Regions from separate parts of the Mus musculus genome. Here region 2 is linked to region 1. A link is a contact called in public capture Hi-C data. All regions are on one chromosome and are shown on one strand. The core of a region is the stretch at or near the end of the contact, and the rest is flanking DNA. Distances in the headings are between cores, read along the strand shown. Region 1 holds the start of Ccdc180 (coiled-coil domain containing 180). Region 2 holds the start of Tmod1 (tropomodulin 1).

What was found. Capture Hi-C pulls out chosen DNA fragments and counts their contacts.
Region 2: a capture Hi-C map of macrophages shows a contact between it and region 1, with 4 times the contacts expected there. The contact joins the promoter of Tmod1 here to the promoter of Ccdc180 in region 1. A contact is called at or near these places in 4 of 39 promoter capture datasets (cranial neural crest, embryonic stem cells, liver and 1 more), 1 of 115 datasets of contacts at active chromatin or transcription factors (embryonic stem cells) and 3 of 9 other capture datasets (adipose tissue, embryonic stem cells and macrophages).

Annotation. Positions count from the first base shown.
Region 1 is chr4:45,888,837-45,891,945 of GRCm38.p6, forward strand. It overlaps Ccdc180 (coiled-coil domain containing 180), which reads left to right and starts at 1,467. Exons shown (of 38, transcript NM_198660.2): 1 at 1,467-1,551; 2 at 2,016-2,113. The coding sequence starts at 1,530.
Region 2 is chr4:46,037,527-46,040,635 of GRCm38.p6, forward strand. It overlaps Tmod1 (tropomodulin 1), which reads left to right and starts at 1,696. Exons shown (of 10, transcript NM_021883.2): 1 at 1,696-1,783.

The sequences.
Region 1 (3,109 bases), core at 217-2,716:
TGGACTACTGGGATGAGGCCTGAAGCCAGTTCTTTTTTTTTTCTTTTCTTTCCTCTTTCTTTCTTTCTTTTAATTTTTATTTATTTATTTTTTTGGTTTTTCAAGACAGGTTTTCTTTTCAAGACAGCTCTGGCTGTCCTGGAACTCACTCTGTAGACCAGGCTGGCCTCGAACTCAGAAATCCACCTGCCTCTGCCTCCCAAGTGCTGGGATTAAAGGCGTGCGCCACCACGCCCGGTTAGAAGGGAAAATCCACCAGGGCTCCAGTCCTCCTGGACGTTAGTTGGGAAATTTGATTAAATTACTGCTTGTTATAGGTCACGTGCTACTATGGCCAGCTCCCAGGTAGCTGTAACTGCTGGAGCTGAAGGGAAGGGACAAGTTTCTGATGTTAGAAGCTCAAGCCAGCAGCCTTTCCTGGGGTGAGAAAGGGCAGAGACTGAAAACCTCAAAAACAGAACAGAACAGAAAACAAACAAGAGTAAAAAAAAAAAAAGATTCCTGTTTTGAAAAACAAAACAAAACAAAACATATTTTTCATCCCCTCTATAGGTCACCTTCAGGCTTTCTTTTCTTTTCAGCTAAAATGAATCCTGTCTTTATTTTACTTCACCCTGGACCAAACAATGAGTCTAAAAGGGTTTTGTATTCATCTCTTTGTCATTCGCCTCTGTCAAAGAATGAGAGTAGCGTTTTCAGTCAACACTCCTGAGTTCCTGATGCTGCAGCCAGCTTCAGAAGACCACTCACTCTCAGATGTCAGTGTGGGAAGGGCTTGCCAGCAGGTCTGTTCCCCGACTGCTGCCACTGCAGGCCTTCTCTGGAAAGGAGAAGGGTGGCCCACCATACATGAGAAACTAGCTCAGTGGTTTTCAGCCTTCCTAATGCTGCAATCCTTTAATGCAGTTCCTCACATTGTGGTGATTCACAACCATCAAACTATTTTTGTTACTACTTCCTAACTGTAACTTTGCTACTGTTGTGAATCAGAACGAAAACATTTTTGAGTACAGGTTTGTCAAAGGGTTACGATCCATGGGCCGAAAACCACTGCTCTTAGTGGTCTAGTGCACACGGTTCTCATTAAGGCCAGGCAGGTCTTAAGCCTTGAATTCTGAGCCTTCCAACTTACTTTAAAGTGGGAAAGATCTTATTTCTTTCAGTGTCTTTCAGATTCTTACAGGCAAGGGCCACTTTGTGCTGCCTGCCTGCACAGGTTGATTTTAACCCGTGCAACAATGAGAGACTGGATTCCTTGACCACAACAGTCAAGATCTGCACAGGCTTTCTAACCTCCTACTAGCTTTTGGGAACTTTTAAAGGGCGCTCCAAGGACCCAACATTAAAAAGAAGTGGTGAGTTTCACTACTCCACGTGGGCCTCTGCTGTTGCTGAGTGACCTGGCTCCCTGAGAAGGAAGTGTGCTCAGGGACGGCCACGCCCCCTCGTGTTGCCCCATCCCTCGCGTTGCCTAGGAAACCACAGCGTCCTGCTGCAGTTGCTGGCTTCAGGGTGAATCTGAACTTCAGATGCGGGAGCCTCCAGGCTTGGGTAAGGACCTCAAAATTGCTGGGCTTGGGGGACAGCGGGCTGATTGAGCAGATAGGAAGATGGGCGTGTCGCAAACAGTAGGCATAGGCCAGAATCAAACTGCTCCTTCCCTTTGCAACACTCCCCTATTTCTCCCGGAGGATGTGACTAGGGTTCCAGTCCCATCTGACATCTGAGGCAGATTGACGGTCCCTAGAAGAGCTCTAGTGGAGCGCAGACAATAATCCTGCCCTTTCCAGAAAGTGCCTGTGGGATTTACACCCTGGGCGCTGGCGAAGACCCACTCTCTGTCTCTCCCCCTCCTGCTCCCCCGCCCCCCCCCCACCTAATTTTGTTTGAAATCTAAGTTTCCCCTTAAACAAGGTGTCCTGTGGGATCTAGTGCTGTCTTTAGGCTGGAGGTCCTAGCAAGAGGGTCCCAGCCTCTGAGTAAAAACTAAGACCAAGTCCCAAGTGTATTTCCAGAACGAAGAGGAATTGGGCCAGCAGTCAAGATGTCGCCAGTGGGAAAGGTGTCCCAAGTACAGAATGGCAAAGTCTACCAGCAGATCTTCCAGGCCCAGGTAGGTGTCCTGCTGGCCTTTGCTCCCTTTCCCTCCCCTGGTCTCCCCACAAACTTTCCTGGTCCTTTCTAATTTTTCTTTGTTCTGAGAGTTTCCCTGTCTAAGATCCATTTTATTTTTTTTTTTTATTGAGAATAGATTTTTTCATACAGTAATATTCTGATTTCAATCCCCACCCCATCTTCTCCCAGATTTCCCCCCAATAAGCCGATTTTTAAAAAACAGTTCTCTTTGACAATTACTTTGATTTTTTTTTTTAAATTGCTATTGGGTGTATTATAGAAGAACATTGGGGCATTTGGTCTCAAAATTAAAAACTTAATTTTGGTTAAAAATATTTTTAATCGAAATTATTCAGAATTAGTCTGAATTAACCATCTGTGCCTGATTCTTTTTTTTTTTTTAAGATTTATTTATTATATTTATATGAGTACACTGTAGCTGTTTTCAGACACACCAGAAGAGGGCATCAGATTTTATTACAGATGGTTGAGAGCCACCATGTGGTTGCTGGGAATTGAACTCATGACCTCTGGAAGAGCAGTCGGTGCTCTTAACCGCTGATCTGTGTCTGATTCTTTTGGAGAGCATAAAAGCAGTTCTTATTTTTCTGCTTAAAAGGTGAGTCTTGGCCAGGCATGGTAGCTCATGCCTTCAGTTCCAGCACTTGGGAGGCAGGGGCAGGTGTATCTCTGTGTGTCTATGTAGCAAGCCAGATAGACTCTGTTTCAAAAAACCGATGGTAGTGGTGGTGGTGATGGTGGTGGTGGTGGTGGTGATGGTGATGGTGGTGGTATTAGTGGTGGTGGTGGTGGTGGAGGTGATGGTGGAGGTGGTGATGGTGGTGGTGGTGGTGGAGGTGGTGGTGGTGGAGGTGATGGTGGTGGTATTAGTGGTGGTGGTGGTGGTGGAGGTGGTGGTGGTGGAGGTGATGGTGGTGGTAGTGGTGATGGTGGTGGTGGTGGTGATGATGGTTCTTTTTCTGTACTAGGGTTT
Region 2 (3,109 bases), core at 446-2,945, 150 kb after region 1:
CACACATGAATTTAGCCACTAGCCTGTATTGAAGTCCGGAGTCCATTCCCAGTGGACCAGAGCCCTGCCTGTGAGAGACTAAGGTAGCAAAGTACCAGACACAGCTGGCAGAGCACCTGGGAGCCAGAGACAGCTGTCTTTAAAAGGCTGGAGGAGAAAGAGCAAAGTGGAAGGATACGCACTGTTGCATATTACATATGTGGTATATGGTATGTGTCCATATTGTGTTGATATATTGGGTATTTCGGTAAAAATAGGCAAGAAGTTTGAACGAACACTTCACAAAAAAAGAAAATCCAGCTGGCCAATAAACAAAAAGGTGTCAGCAAATGTGAACACAGGGCATTGGTGTTGTGGATCAAAGCCTCAATGAATGCGGCTCCTCTCTACCAGTGTAGCTACAATGTAGCAATTCTTGTTAAACCGAAGTGGTTTAACTTAAGTGGGAACCACTTGCAAGTAGCATTAATCCTCTGCTCATCTCTCCTAGAGACTCAACTCTCCAACTCAGCTTCCTGCAGACCATGAGAAAGAATAATCTGAGCCACACTAATATTCTGAATTTCCACTACTAGCAAAGTACACTTTTAAAATAGGATGCATTCATATGGAAATACCATATTATGTTCATATGGTAAATTCGCTGGGGATGAAACCTATAAATTGAACAGTAGGAAAGAATGGTGCGTCACAAATTAGCCTCAGCAGCGAGCAAGAGGCACCAACCTGACAATAAGGGCAAGACTTCTGGAAGGGTCCACAAAACAGTGTCTTAGAAGGGAGAGGTGGGTGACTGGGGAGCGGGGTCAGGCTGTTGGTTGGCTTGCACAGGTGTTCTTACTATAAAATTCAGAAAGCTACACACTAATATGTGCCCTGAAAGTATTTACACCCACAACAAAACGCTTAAAAATAAGTCCTTGGGAATAGTAAGTCCCTGCTTTGTTTAAAAATACACCCCACTTCTCCCTTGAAAAGGACATTCTTAATAGGGCGAGGGTTTTATAATACAGTAATGCATTAGGAAAATACTTTTCAGCGTTTCTCCTTAGGCATCTAGGAATTAAGATTTCCCTCACCAAAAAATACGGTAGGATAATCCAACGGAGATGTTCCCTGTGCCTGTTTGGATTCGTTGGTAGGAGCCGTTTGTTTATTGAAACACTTAAAGGCTTCGGTTTGGGTTTAAGTGGTTTGTTCTGGAGAGAACACATTAGCCTTTTAAGAAGGAGGAACTTTCATTCCGATTATTTTAAGTGGTGATTTCGGACGCTCCAGTCTCAATGCTGTGTAGGGAGAAGGCGTTCAATTCTGCGTTGGAATTGCACGTCCACAGATGGTTATTAAGCCCTGGGCCCGTGCCAGTCCTGGCCGAGGGGACAGGTTGCCTCTTCAAAGGAAGCTAGGTGTAGCTGTGCTGACTTTACTGGAACATTCTAGACGAGAGTAAAGATCTGCGCGACTTTGTCCAGATACCTCCAACGTAGCATAAAATCAAGTTGGAGAAACCGAGAACAAGGCAGGGAACCACACATTCCCCTGCCTCCGGGGCTGGGGTGGCCCTAGATCCTAATAGCGAGTGTTGCTCCCAGGCCGGGGACCGCGCAGCACCCTGTCGCCCCTGGTAGAGCAGGAGGGCGGGGAGGGCGGCGGGTTGGGGCGGGGCGCGGTGACAGCAGAACAGGGCCCGCCCCCGGCTTCCCACCCGCGGCCGCCAGGGAACTCGCCAAGCCCCGCGTTCCGCTCATTGCCGCCGCCCGCGCTCGCGCCACCCCGCATCCCGGTAAGACCCCCCGCCCGCCATCCCTAGGTCCCCCTCGGCCTCGCGGGGCTCCCTGCCGCCGCGCCGGGGCGCAGCCATATCTGGGCAAAATATTCAGCTGTCGCAGCCGCTGAGAAGGGACTGAGCACGGTTCCCTCTATAAATAGCCGCCGCCTCGGGTGGCCTTCGGGGATCGGGGTCCGGTTCCCCAGCCTGATGATCGGGTCGCTGGCGCTAAGCGTCCCTGCAGCCTGATGCGCCCAACCCTAGTCAGGGCGCCCGGGGCACTAGACCTGGTCTCCCGGGGACCTTGGGAGCCGCCCGGGGTGCCTTGGGCATTGGCACGTTGTGAGCTGGTCACGAGCCCTCCTGGGAGTCTGGGGAGGAAGGGGATACACGCTCGGGGGACGCTGAGTCCTCTGAGCACCGATCTGGCCGGCGCCTGAAAAGTTTCCCAAACTGCTGGAACTAGCTGAGGTTTAAAGCACCAGCTGCGCTTGCCTCGCTGCGCGCAACCAGGTAGAGGCAGGAGGCCACTGGTTGTCTCCAGTTTGAGGGGCGGCCTAGGCAACCCTCCTTTCTTTTCTGGATCTCGTTTTCCTGTTTGTAAGGTGAAGTTAGGGTCCTTCAAAGAGATGGTACCCGGGGCCACGAGAGTGGCCAGGGCGTGCTCTGAACTGCCTACACTCCCCTGCACCTGTTCTGCAGTTTCAGGCAGGGTAAGGATGCTGAGGACACAGCTGCAAAAGTCAGAGACTTTGGTGGCTCTTGGAACTCAAATCCTGGCCTAGGACCCACTGTGGCCCTCGGAATAGCCTGGGAAGTGTGCCTGGGGTGTTTGGGAGCATCTCTAGGCTGAGTTGCTAGCAGCACCTCGGCAAAACAAGTGACCAAATGAACTGGGCAGGCTCAGGCAATTCAGTTCCCTGTGTGGCACCTGTGATAACTCCCTTAACCCGGAACCTCCCCAGCTCTCTGTTTAGTTACCTCTCTCAGCTTTCCCCATGAGATTCCGAAGACCTGGCAGAGCCAGACTCTAAACCCAGATTCTGGGTTCTTTCTTAGTGGGGGCTCCCTCCCACAGGGTTTATCTTTCACCCTGGGTCCCACTGTTGCCCCTGTAAGGGCTTCAGAACCCTTTGCTCAAGGTCATGCCAACCCCCACTGCAGTCTGCTTGCCTTTCCTGTCTCTACCGACCTTTCCTGGCAGGTTTGGGGACTCTGCACCCCTCTTTTGTGATCTGCTAATGTCTGGGACTTTCCCAGGCTGGAGTAATAGTGTGGAGAGTCTAGTAATAGATCCTGAAGATCGCTCCGTTTTCTCTAAAGCTATCTCCGGGCTTCACA